2 separate regions of the Mus musculus genome follow, and region 1 is linked to region 2. The links are chromatin contacts, called in public HiChIP or PLAC-seq maps. All regions are on one chromosome and are shown on one strand. Each heading gives the region's core, a stretch centred on a gene start, on an enhancer-like site or on the middle of the called end of the contact. The rest is flanking DNA. Distances are from core to core; before and after follow the strand shown.

Region 1 (6,423 bases), core at 3,710-6,209, 930 kb before region 2:
AGGTGGTCTGGACTGCTGGGAACAGCTGAGGGCCCTGAGCAGTCGCAGCTGGAGGACTAAGCATGTGTGAAGTGGAGACCTGCAGCTTCCCGAAGTGGCAATGAGAAGTAGCTATAGCCTGCTAATTAGAAACAGCCAACGTCTGTCCCTTAGCCTAGTTACTGACATTAAGAGGTTTCACGTTTTCCAGTCAGTGGCATTTGATGGAAATGTCTAATTATGTTCTAAGATGGGTCTCAGCATGCAAGGGGTGAGAGTAGTCCAGCTACGTGTCTTAGTTGATGTTTACTGGAGACCGGGCCTAGAATAAGGGCTCAGGAGCCATGGGTTTATGTGTGAAAAGGAGCTGAGGAAAGTAAGGCAGCATGTGGCTGGTAGTTCGAGGCGCAGGCCTGCTGAGGACCCACTGGAGAGCTGGTGTGTTTGCCCCTTTCTTTCTATTTATTTTTTATTTCCATTTTATGCCTTTGTGTATCTCACCTGTATGTAGGCATCCCATGTGCATGCAGTACCCATAGTGGCCAGAAGAGGGCATCAGATTCCCTTGGAACTGGTGTTAAGACAGTCATTAGCCACTACATGGAGTGTTGGTTATTGAACCCAGGCCTCCTGGAAAAGCAGCTGATGCTCTTAACTAATGAGATCTTTCCAGAATTCTTGATTCTGATGGTTGAGGGCTATTCTCTACTTTTAGAGTGCCTGAGATCTTAGCTCCAGAGGCAGATAAGCAAGACAAAGAAGGTGCTTCAAGTGGCTGGCTGGACTTTGCTTGAGAATCATCTCTCAGAGCTGTGGCTGAGGTCCTTGGTTGACTGATAAGTGATCTAAATTATAAATGTCACCACTCCTGGAGCACAAGAGTGGGAAGAGGAACCTATACAATCATCAGGTGTGCTGTGGGGTGAGTTTTGGGACACTAGGCACCAATCTCAATCCCCAAACATAAATGAGAGAGAAAACCCCAGATTTGGGCTTTCTCATCAATCCTCAACTTTGACTCTGTTCTCTTGTGCTGTGATGACAAAGGATTTAATCCCATGCGTGCTTCTTCTTGTGGTCTAGCTTCTTTTCTAACTCCTTGATTGCTCCTAGGTTTCTGGAAGCCACTGGAAGCCTTTGGGCAGCTATGTGTAGAAAATAGACCATAATGCTTCTGTTATACTTTTATTTGGGTTATGGGAGGAATGATGGGAGGAGTGATGGGAGGAGCTATGGGAAGATCTATGGAAGGAGTGATGGGAGGAGTAATGAGAAGAGTGAATGATGAATGGAGGAGGGATGGGAATGATGGGAGGAGTGATGGGAGGAGTGATGAGAGTGATGGGAGGAGTGATGGGAGGAGTGAATGATGAAGGGAGGAGTGATGGAGGAGTGATGGGAGGAGTGATGAAAGTGATGGGAGGAGTGATGGGAGGAGTGAATGATGAAGGGAGGAATGATGGGAGGAGGGATGGAAGTGATGGGAGGAGTGATGGGAGGAGTGATGATGGGAGGAGTGATGAGAGTGATGGGAGGAGTGATGATGGGAGGAGGGATGGGAGGATTCTAATGGTCAACTGTTTAGCATGAACAAACGTTGTGTTTTCCTTTTCTCTTTTGTTGGTTAATTTTAGGTACTTTGAAGTTTTTCCATGAATCAATATGCACAGAAGGTGCCTGTACAGGATCTAACAGCTCTTGGGATTTGTTCTTGTCCAGCTGCTACCAGTGGCTTGGACTCCATGACTTAAGAGGTCATTCCCACCACCATCTCTGAATGACCCAGTGGCCTCTGTGGGTATAGGTATTGTCATTCCTGATTCTTAGAACCTAAAAGAAGTGGCTACATATCCTTGTTAGTTTTTGCAATGAACTACCCCATGGGCCAGTTTATTTTAGAGACCTTAGAAATTATCTCAGAGACAGAGACCTTTTGAAATTTGACTCAAGCTACCATTTTGTAAACTTCAGCTTTCAATATATGAGTTTTTCCCACACATTCATGGAGTCACACCAACACAAGGAGGTTACAGAACCATCTCTTTTTTTTTATTACGTATTTTCCTCATTTACATTTCCAATGCTATCCCAAAAGTCCCCCATACCCTCCCTCCCCCACTCCCCTACCCACCCACTCCCACTTTTTGGCCCTGGCATTCCCCTGTACTGGGGCATATAAAGTTTGCAAGTCCAATGGGCCTCTCTTTCCAGTGATGGCCGGCTAGGCCATCTTTTGATACATATGCAGCTAGAGTCAAGAGCTCCGGGGGGTACTGGTTATTTCATAATGTTGTTCCACCTATAGGGTTGCAGATCCCTTTAGCTCCTTGGGTATTTTCTCTAGCTCCTCTATTGGGGGCCCTGTGATCCATCCAATAGCTGACTGTGAGCATCCACTTATGTGTTTGCTAGGCCCCGGCCTAGTCTTACTAGAGACAGCTATATCAGAGTCCTATCAGCAAAATCTTGCTAGTGTATGCAATGGTGTCAGCGTTTGGTGGCGGATTATGGGATGGATCCCTGGATATGGCAGTCTCTAGATGGTCTATCCTTTTGTCTCAGCTCCAAACTTTGTCTCTGTAACTCCTTCCATGGGTTTTTTTTGTTCCCAATTCTAAGAAGGGGCAAAGTGTCCACACTTTGGTCTTCGTTCTTCTTGAGTTTCATGTGTTTTGCAAGTTGTAACTTATATCTTGGGTATTCTAAGTTTCTGGGCTAATATCCACTTATCAGTGAGTACATATCATTTGAGTTCTTTTGTGATTGGGTTACCTCACTCAGGATAATGCCCTCCAGGTCCAACCATTTGCCTAGGAATTTCATAAATTCATTGTTTTTAATAGCTGAGTAGTACTCCATTGTGTAAATGTACCACATTTTTTGTATCCATTCCTCTGTTGAGGGGCATCAGGGTTCTTTCCAGCTTCTGGCTATTATAAATAAGGCTGCTATGAACATAGTGGAGCATGTTTCTTTCTTACTAGTTGGAACATCTTCTGGATATATGCCCAGGAGAGGTATTGCGGGATCCTCCAGTAGTACCATGTCCAATTTTCTGAGAAACTGCCAGACTGATTTCCAGAGTGGTTGTACAGCCTGCAATCCCACCAACAATGGAGGAGTGTTCCTCTTTCTCCACATCCACGCCAGCATCTGCTGTCACCTGAATTTTTGATCTTAGCCATTCTGACTGGTGTGAGATGGAATCTCAGGGTTGTTTTGATTTGCATTTCCCTGATGATTAAGGATGCTGAACATTTTTTTTTCAGGTGTTTCTCAGCCATTCGGTATTCCTCAGGTGAGAATTCTTTGTTTAGCTCTTAGCCCCATTTTTTAATGGGGTTATTTGATTTTCTGGAGTCCACCTTCTTGAGTCTTTATATATATTGGATATTCGTCCTCTATCTGATTTAGGATAGGTAAAGATCCTTTCCCAATCTGTTGATGGCCTTTTTGTCTTATTGACGGTGTCTTTTGCCTTACAGAAGCTTTGCAGTTTCATGAGGTTCCATTTGTCAATTCTCGATCTTATAGCACAAGCCATTGCTGTTCTATTCAGGAATTTTTCCCCTGTACCTATATCTTCAAGGCTTTCCCTCACTTTCTCCTCTATAAGTTTCAGTGTCTCTGGTTTTATGTGGAGCTCCTTGATCCACTTAGATTTGACCTTAGTAAAGGAGATAGGAATGGATCAATTCGCATTCTTCTACATGATAACCGCCAGTTGTGCCAGCACCATTTGTTGAAAATGCTGTCTTTTTTCCACTGGATGGTTTTAGCTCCCTTGTCGAAGATCAAGTGACCATAGGTGTGTGGGTTCAATTCTGTGTTTTCAATTCTATTCCATTGGTCTACTTGTCTGTTGCTGTACCAGTACCATGCAGTTTTTATCACAATTGCTCTGTAGTACAGCTTTAGGTCGGGCATGGTGATTCCACCAGAGATTCTTTTATCCTTGAGAAGAGTTTTTGCTATCCTAGGTTTTTTGTTATTCCAGATGAATTTGCAGATTGCTCTTTCTAATTCGTTAAAGAATTGAGTTGGAACAGAACCATTTCTTTAGCTTTACAAATTCTCTCACATTGCCCCTTCATAGTTCTACCCAAGTCCCTGAACTCCTAGCAACTGTTAGTGTGTTTTCCAAAACTATGGTTTTGTCCTTTCAGCAATGAGATTTTGCTTTTAAAAGATGGGAACGAAAGTCAACCCCACTCGCCTTTTGAGACAGGGTTTCTCTGTGTAGCCCTAGCTGTCCTGAAACTCACTTTGTAGACCAGGGTGGCCTCTAACTCACTGAGACCCATCTGTCTCGGATTCCCAAGTGCTGGTATTAAGATTCTTAAAATAGCTGTGCTTTTGTGCTCCCACATACAGCTCGAAAGTCTTCTGATCAGTTGAAGCAGGGATCCAGTGACACTTGCCCAGTGATATGTGGTCCCAAGTCCCATGAGACTGAACTCAGGAATTCTGCAAGTGCCTTTACCTGTGGCCCCCTTTCTCCTTGGGGACTGTTGGCCCTCATCCCTGAGCATTGACTTACTGACTTCAGATCAGCTTCAGCAAGACAGCTTAACTTCATTTGGGACAAACAAGGGCTGTATAGATCTTGGAGAGTGGGTAGGGACTTTCACGGTGGATGTTATATTATTGCCTACAGTAAAGGCCTGGGAATGCTTCATTTCCATGAAGAGGAATTCCAAGAACCTGCTGGGGAGGCTCTTAGCAGGAGAGAGAGACAATTGGACCTGTTATCTGGCCATAGACTACGTGACTGTCCTCACAGGTTCTTTGGGAGTTACAGGTGGGAAGGACTGATCGGTCATAGCTCAGTACCTAATTATCATTTTGGCAGGAAGTGCTGAGTGGGACTTAAGTGCTGAATCATGCAGCACCTGCAGGAAGCTCTGCACAGGGCCTTCCTCCAGATAAGGTCAGGCATCTGTGCTAAGAGATGATCTCCAGATAAGATTGGGCAGAGAAGAGGAAGCCCTGCTGAAAAAAAAAAAAAGTTCTCCATTTTGCACCAAGCTCAGGGACCTTATCAGAACTCGGTAGACTGCAACCTTAATAGCAGGGCCTTCCAACATTTAGCCACTGGGTTATCTCACCAGCCCTTTCTTTTCTTTTGACTTGTCCTATTTTCCATACCTACTAGCAGGCATATTGGAAAATACAGTCTTTATTCCACACACCCATTTGCTTGGCCAAAGATTAGAGAATATGCTTAAGAATATGACTAATAGTCCAAAGTGAGAGTGTGGCAGTCCATGTGAGGTAGCCATGGGATTTCTAGCACTGAAGAATTGCAAGAGGATTATTTGGATTTAAGTGAAAGGGAAAGCTTTGGCTCTTGAAGTATTCCTTCTGGTGTGGCTCTCACTCTTCGAATTTCCCCCGAGGGTGCCAGCTTCCATTTGAAATTTAGACCCAGGTAACACAGCAGCTCTCTGTGTCTGTCCTTTCTGGGAATGGGATCTCCTAGACACTTTTCTTCTTCTTCTTCTTCTTCTTCTTCTTCTTCTTCTTCTTCTTCTTCTTCTTCTTCTTCTTCTTCTTCTTCTTTCCTTCTCCTTCTCCTTCTCCTTCTCCTTCTCCTTCTCCTTCTCCTTCTCCTTCTCCTTCTCCTTCTCCTTCTCCTTCTCCTTCTCCTTCTCCTTCTCCTTCTCCTTCTCCTCCTCCTCCTCCTCCTCCTCTTCTTCTTCTTCTTCTTCTTCTTCTTCTTCTTCTTCTTCTTCTTCTTCTTCTTCTCCTTCTTCTCCTTCTCCTCCTTCTCCTCCTTCTCCTCCCCTCCCCCTCCCCCTCCCCCCCTCCTCCTCCTCCTCCTCTTCCTCTTCTTCTTCTTCTTCTTCTTCTTCTCCTTCTCCTTTTCCTTCTTCTCCTCCTTCTCCTCCCCTCCTCCTCCCCCTCCTCCTCCTCCTTTTCTTCTTCTTCTTCTTCTTCTTCTTCTTCTTCTTCTTCTTCTTCTTCTTCTTCTTCTTCCTCTTTCTTCTTCCTTCTTCCTTCTTCCTCTTTCTTCTTCTCCTTTTCTCCTCCTCCTTCTCCTCCTCGTCCTTCAATTTTTACTTAAGAGATGTAGAGCTGGTCAGTGGTGGTGCATGCCTTTAATCCCAGCACTTGGGAAGCAGAGGCAGGCAGATTTCTGAGTTCAAGGCCAGCCTGGTCTACAAAGTAAGTTCCAGGACAGTCAGGGCTACACAGAAAAACCCTGTCTCAAAACAAACAAACAAACAAACAAACAAAAAACAAAAACCAAAAACTAAAAAACAAAAACCAACCAAACAAAAAAACCAAAAAAAGAGAGAGATGTAGAAAGAAGGAAATAAAGATGACTGGAGACTGGGAAGATACCAATGGCCAAGTGATGCCTTGTCTGGTTGATGAGAGTATCTATGTACACAAGGGCACACACACACACACACACACACACACACACGAATGCATGCA
Region 2 (6,730 bases), core at 2,074-4,573:
AGCTCTGCTGAGGATTAGAAGCAGAGACACGACAGACTCCAACCCTGAGGCTTCCTTACACAGAGTGATCAGAAGACAGGCCAATGGTGTGGTTCACTGAGGACTACACTACCCAGAATCCCCTTTCTTCCTCTCGGCCCACAGAGTCCTGCCCTGTTCTCTTGCAGTTTCCCAAGTCTCTTCTCTCTTTCCTGCTGTGTTGAATGAGTGCAAACAAAACTCTTTTGAAGAATTCACTCCCTAACATTCTAACACCACCTCTTCCAGGATTGCACGGAAGATCATAGTCTCCTTGGGCCATCATTCTCAGATCTTCAGCACAGTTTTCTCCCTGCTGTCGAGTCTCCGGTGTGCCCCAGAGCTGATTAATACCTTTGTTGAATGAGTGAAAGATGAATGAATGAGTCAAAGTTGTGAGAGATGCTAGTGTAGGACCAGAAGCCTAAAGACTCCCTTCGCCCTGTCCCCAAACTTTAATTTTGGAAAAGACTTACAGACACTTCAATAATAGAGCAGTCTTCTAATAGGTCGCCTGGATCTTTCTAATGCTCACATAAACCAGGGAAGGTTTTTGAAAAGTGGAAAACTGTGTGGCTGTAATACTGACACAGTAAACTCCAGGTTTCGTGGGACAGTCACCAGCTTGTCCACCAGTGTCATGGTGGAAGCCAGAGCATGGTGTCACATCCCCTTAGCCCTCGTTTCTCCGTTTTTTTTTTTCTTTCTTGCTTTTGATGAACTTGTCATCTGTGAAGACGTTGGTCAGAGATCTATAGAATGACCTTCCTTTTGGGCTCCGGGTTCATTCCCTCCTAATTGGACCAGAGTTACAGATTCTAGAGAATGTTCTAGAAGTGATGTCCTAGAACTTCTAGGAATGTTCTAGAAGTGATGGGCCTTTCTCACAGCTGTGTGATATCAGTGCAGATGACTGCTGGTGCCACTGACCAGGCCCCTTGCAAACCTAGTATGGGCCAAGTCTCTTCCCTATCAAATTACTATCTATCACCTTTCTTTACTTTCCACAATCGGAATAGCGATAGTATAGACCAATAGACTCCAAGAAGAAGAAGGGTATCTGGCTCTACCCTAAGAGTGAGTAGTATACACATTTATTCAGAATTCACCTGTAATGCAAACCAAGGCATCCTAAACAGTGTTCCTGCTTTGGCTCTCTGGATGCCAAGTGGTGTATAGAGACCTTTTCTTGAAAATATGTTGCTATTTGTTGTTGTTTTTTGGTTTTGGGGTTTTTTTTGTTTTTTTGTTTTTTGTTTTTGTTTTTGTTTTTGTTTTTCAAGACAGGGTTTCTCTGTGTAGCTCTGGCTATCCTGGGGTGGCCTCGAACTCAGAAATCTGCCTGCCTCTGCCTCCCAAGTGCTGGGAAAATGAAAAAATATTTTTAACTTAATATATTCATTTTAAAATAAGATAACCTGGAACGAATAGGGAAGTATACATATTGATTTACAATTACTAAAAACTTTAAGTGGAGTTTGCAGCATAGTAACACACAGATTTCCTAATCAGCACATTCAAATGCAAGTTGTAGCAGCTTGTCTAGTAACCAGGGTGAGTCAACCAGCTGCCGTGCCTTAGTGACGTCATGGCTGTGCGGTGGGCCAGTACTGACATTGACTACAAGTGCTAGGCTTCAGTGAGCTGCTTGGGAAAAAAAATCCTTAAGCAGCAGTTATATTGTTAAAAGAACAGAAATTTGAACAATTTTATCACCTATAATTATAATCAAGCTCAGAGACTTTCAACTGTATCTACAGACTCTCAGACCCCAGGTTAAGAGCCCTGGTTTAACGGCCCCAATGGCGCAGATGGTTCAGGACTGTACAAAAAGGAAAGAAGCGCTGCGTGAGAACATGCTGTTCTCTGTTAACACTTCTTGAGCGATCTGGAAAGCACCCGTGTGGGGAGAAACAAGAGGTTTCAGTCTAAATGTGAAACCCACGCAGAACAATTTATCCTGGGTGCATTTTCAGACCGTTCACCGTCTGAACCTCAGCGGTAGCGAGGACCCTGGTGCTCTCACGCGTTGTTGCCAGTTAGAATGCCAACTGCTCCGACGTTTATGAATCACCAAGGAGCACTTCGGAAATTTTAACAACCTAGGAGAGTAAACTCTTGCAAAGTATAAAGGGAACTAAGGCTCTAAGATGGTGTGGCTGAGTGAGTGAGTGGGAATGCCACACACAGAAGAACGCATGCTTCTCTGCGCTAACGAGCGTGTGTGGCACGGCACAGCAAATTGGCTTAAAAATGGGAGGATAATGAATAATAATTATGAAAACAACGTGGTTCGAAAATACACACTTATCCGAGGCAAGCGTATACATAAGTATCCCTGAGGGCCTCTGCTGTCGGCTGTTGGGAGGATGGGGAAAGCATCTCCCGAGAGTGTCATGTGTGAGCCCCTACTAAGGGGTCCTCAGAATGTGGCAGCGGCTGGGTGTTGACATGATGCCGGACTAAGTAACTTAAGACCATATGTAAGCAAGATGGCAGCATTGCAGAAATTCACAGACAAAAAAGATGGGAAAGGAGAGGCATCTGGCTCTAACTAATGAAGCAGGGATAGTTTCTGCCACGTGCTTCTAATGTAATATCAAACTTCTTACACAAAGTCAAGAGACACTGCTCCCTGGCAACACCTGTCTCCAACCGTCCCTGGCAACTGAAAGGGGACCCACATCCGGACTATGTGTGACTTGTGGCATCTGGCAATTCTGTGAAGTGCCTTTGTCCCACAAACCTCGATGGTGGAGAAAATTCCAGGGAACGAAGGCGATGTGTCTTCAGTTTTCTGAGTGTGAACGCTCACCTTAGATGGATGACTTGTGCCTCAAATAAGCAATTAATCACCCTTAAATTTCTCAACATCCTGAACTGCTGGCTTTAGCTCACTCTCCAGAGAAGCAGTCTCAGCAAAGCAGCCATACAAAAAAAGAGCCTTGCCAGGTGTGGTGGCTGGATATGCTTGGCCCAGGGAGGGGCACTACTAGGAGGTGTAGCCTTGTTCGCGAGTGGGTGTGGCCTTGTTGCTGGGAACATTGACATGCTTCCTGCCATGATGACAATGGACTGGACTTCTGAACGTGTAAGCTAGCCCCCGTTAAATGTTTGCCTTGGTCATGGTCTCTCTTTATAGCAATAAAACCCAAACTAGGACACCAGGTGTGCACACACAGGAGGTGCTCGGTTAGCACTAAATAACTGCAGGAGAAGCACAAGAACACCTGAGCACCGACCCTGTGCCGAGTCCTGCCTTGCACTGGCTAGTCATACCCATTCCGCCCACAAGAGGGCAGTGCTACTCCACAGCAGGCAGGATAGGGCGCCACTCCCATCTGGCATGGGAGCTCCTGCTGGCCTTTTCTAGAATATAAGTCCCTTGATCCACAGTAAAGTCTCTAAAGAAAGACACTGGTGGATTCACCTTGCTTTCTTAATGGAGTCACAGACACTTCCCAGCAGAGGGGAAGCTAGACCAGTCTCTGACAAGCATGGAGCAGTCTGCTTGGCATGCCCAGGGAGGAAACCATAAGCTTAGGTGGAAACTCGCAGGGGGGTTGCTGACAGCATTGTCTGCCACATGGGTGTACATAGGAGTCAGGGCAGTCAAGTGGGGGAGTTTTGAGGGCACAGACCAAGGTTCAGGTCTTGCTCGGCCCCTGAGAAATCTCGGTCCCTTTTATCTGTGTGTTCTTGACTTAAGAAATGGGAATAAACAAAACATTTACATGAAGTCATACGTATGCCTGGCACACGGGACTGCTATTGTGGTTGTTGCAAATATTTTCCACACCATCATTTCAGCACAGAAATATCAAGGGATACTCTTGTCTCCTGCAGACACATGAACCTGCGATCCTGAAAACTACTCCTTCCTCTACAGTGGCGAGTTAGAACAGAAAAGATAACAGGGGAATCCAAGGGGCAGGGATTTTCAGCTTAACAGATTCTTTCCCTGTAGGGACACGTGGTTCGGAGAAAGAAATGAGGCAGTATTTAGTGATTCTTCTTGGGGAGGCCTGGACAAACCCTTCTCTCAGAATCTTGAAACCAAAGCTGCCAGGCTAGCTGGCTCCTGCAGCCGAGGGTCTTGTCTGGCAGGCTGTAGTTTGGCTCCTGGATTCTGGTGGACTTGTCTCCACAGGCAAAGGTAGTTTGTTTCATTCTGCATGAGGCTGAGAACTTTTTTTCCCACTCTCTTCTGAGCTTGTATAATATAATTGATGGGAAAATGCAAGGAGTTAGGATGGTTTGCACGGTGGGGAGCGAGCTGAGGGAAGGAGTAGCAATGGTTTCTATTAATCTGAGTCTCAGATTTACGATACAGTGGAAGATGACCAAATGTTCCCCCGTTTTTTTATTGAAGGCATAAACCACAAAACTGGAGTCTCGCGCAAGGGATTTAAGCTCCGTAAAGTAAACTCATCCTTGAAATACAGCTCACTAATGCTTTTGAAAGTCTCTGCACACGTAAACCACTGTGCTGGAGGGAGGACACACAGACATTGACCCTTAAAATCTAACAACAGTCATCCTGATCCGCATAGATTCGCCCACAGCACCCTTAGATTTTTGGCATAGCATCAAGTGAAGAACACGTGGTCAGAGTGGCTGAGCATGTTATGCCGAGGCAACAAAGCCACCCAAAATGTTGACCCCCTTATCAGCCGGGTCTACTGCTTACTCTTCTATGAATCAAAGGTAGACTGGGTTCTGTGAATGCTCACACAGGCCTCCATTGGCTAACTGCTGGGTGGGTGGGGGGGCATAGTCAATGAGTCACACTCGGGTTATTGAAGGTTCTTGTTCACAGTTGCTTATCTGTATACCACACTGGCCATATCAAGTTACCAGGGCACAAAAGTAAAATCTACATAGGCCTGGACAAAAGAGCATGAGACTCTTTGCTGCCAGGTGACTGACTTTCTGGGGTCACTTAGGACTTCTGACCAATCCGAGGTAAGTTTGGTGGCACACACCTGCCATCCCAGCACCCGAGACAATAGGATCACCTTGAGCTCGAGGACACCCTGGGCCACAAAGTGAATTTTGGGCTATGCAGGGCCACAGAAAGGTATAGCATCCAAAACACACACACACATACACACACACACACACACACACACACACACACACACACACAGACCAGCTAAAGAAGCAAAGTGAAACAAAACAAAACCCTAGTAATCTATCAAGTGTAAGATTTGTCCCCGCAAAGTGGCTTGTGACTGTACCACTGTAATCTTACTCTTCAGGACAGATGGCCCTTGGAAGCCTGATGCAAACTGTCAACTCTCTTATCCTTTCTCCATCCGGAATAGCATACTTGACAGTTTCTGTAGGCACATTTGCTCATCTAAGTCCACGTGCTAGAAACAAAAAGACAAAACAAAGGCAAACCTCTGGTCCTAAGGAATGGGAACTAGTCCTATAACACATGGGCTTATGGGACTGGGGAGGGCAGAGCTGCACTCCATAGCAACAGGAATGGAAGCCGTCAGACAGAAAGAGCTTCTGAAGACGCACCAGCCAGCCAGTCTGTGGCTACTGAGCATCACTATCCAAGGCAGTCCTGGGTGCAAGTGAGTCTGTCCCTTCTTCGGCCAGTAGTTCTGGAACTCCCATCGCCTCTTCTTACCTGGGTTCTTGCCTGGCCACTGGCTAGCCTCAGGCACTTTTTTGTAGATTCTGGTTTTGACTGATCTACATTACCCACATTTTAGAGCTCAGGACTCACCACTCTTCCATTCCCTGTGATGTGCTCTCTCTACCCTAAATCCTACTGTTGTTTGTATATCACTCACTTCTGTAGCTAGATAGGATCCAGCCCCCTTAACCATAGCTTTGTCGGAAAAGTGTCGTTTTTCCATTTCATTTACGAGAAAAATTGAGAATCAAAGAGACGGTACTGCCTTGGAGGCCATACATTGGTCATTAAAAACAAACCTGGACTCACACCGAAGTACGCTGGATGGAGCCTTTACATTATGGGACTAAAGATATGAAACCAACTGGGAGAACCCTCGCGGCTCCAGAGTGGAAGGGCTTTCACTGACGTTGCTTTAGCGACCAGCCGGCACCAACTTGCTTCTGGGTGGGACATCCCAGCTTCAAACGGGGCAGCGCGTTCTTTGGGTCACGAGAGGCCCCGCCCTCTCCAAGGCCCCGCCTCTCCCCAGCGAAAGCCAGTCACAGCCTGTCCTCAGCTTCCACTTCCCGTCCGATCCTGGGCACTAAAGGTCAGTCTAGCCGGGTGGCCGTGGGGAATCTATCTTGGAACTGTTCCTGGCCTGGGCTTAGAGTTGACAGAGGCCACTGACTCGGGCCCTGAGTTTGATCCAGTACCAGCTGCAGGCTGAGACCAACCCTGGAAGCACAGGGCCAGGACGCTGGGGAGCGGTTGCCTGGCAACAGTACAGCTGTCCCCGCCCTCCCTCCATGGAGTTGTGTAGTACCGAAGGGTGGGGCTCGGGTGTGGGTCCTCCACCCCACCGCCGCTCTGCTCCTTTCCAGGGAGCCTTGGCTCTGCGTTCCTGCTGACCCTTCTGGCTTGGGTGTACTGTTCCAGAAAGACTGGCTTTCTCCGTCCATGAAGCGCCTGGTTCAGGCCAGCCTGTAGCTCTGCACGAGTTAATTCCCTCCTCCACCCCCCACCTCACCCCCACCCCCACCCCCGATGTGAATCTCATTCCTAGGGAGTGTTAGC

What was found. HiChIP or PLAC-seq counts read pairs in DNA pulled down with a chosen protein or histone mark.
Region 1: an H3K27ac HiChIP or PLAC-seq map of T-cell acute lymphoblastic leukemia shows a contact between it and region 2, with 10 times the contacts expected there. The contact joins two enhancer-like sites. A contact is called at or near these places in 7 of 39 promoter capture datasets (3T3-L1-derived adipocytes, cranial neural crest, frontonasal cranial neural crest and 4 more), 5 of 15 datasets of contacts at CTCF or cohesin (embryonic stem cells, large pre-B cells, pro-B cells and 1 more), 29 of 484 Hi-C or Micro-C datasets (B cells, the BV-2 cell line, CD4 single positive thymocytes and 9 more) and 13 of 115 datasets of contacts at active chromatin or transcription factors (SST interneurons, T-cell acute lymphoblastic leukemia, acute myeloid leukemia and 9 more).

Annotation. Positions count from the first base shown.
Region 1 is chr9:50,415,362-50,421,784 of GRCm38.p6, reverse strand. No RefSeq gene overlaps it. Among named protein-coding and RNA genes, the nearest start is that of Gm38579, 26 kb to the right of the region's middle. Within about 2 kb of position 4,959, at least 42 of the 459 cell types and tissues checked have an H3K27ac peak or open chromatin away from gene starts, as enhancers often do. A contact at or near this core is called in T-cell acute lymphoblastic leukemia, where this site is marked.
Region 2 is chr9:49,485,679-49,492,408 of GRCm38.p6, reverse strand. Ttc12 (tetratricopeptide repeat domain 12) reads left to right here and starts at 6,184. Exons shown (of 22, transcript NM_172770.3): 1 at 6,184-6,263. Within about 2 kb of position 3,323, at least 14 of the 459 cell types and tissues checked have an H3K27ac peak or open chromatin away from gene starts, as enhancers often do. A contact at or near this core is called in T-cell acute lymphoblastic leukemia, where this site is marked.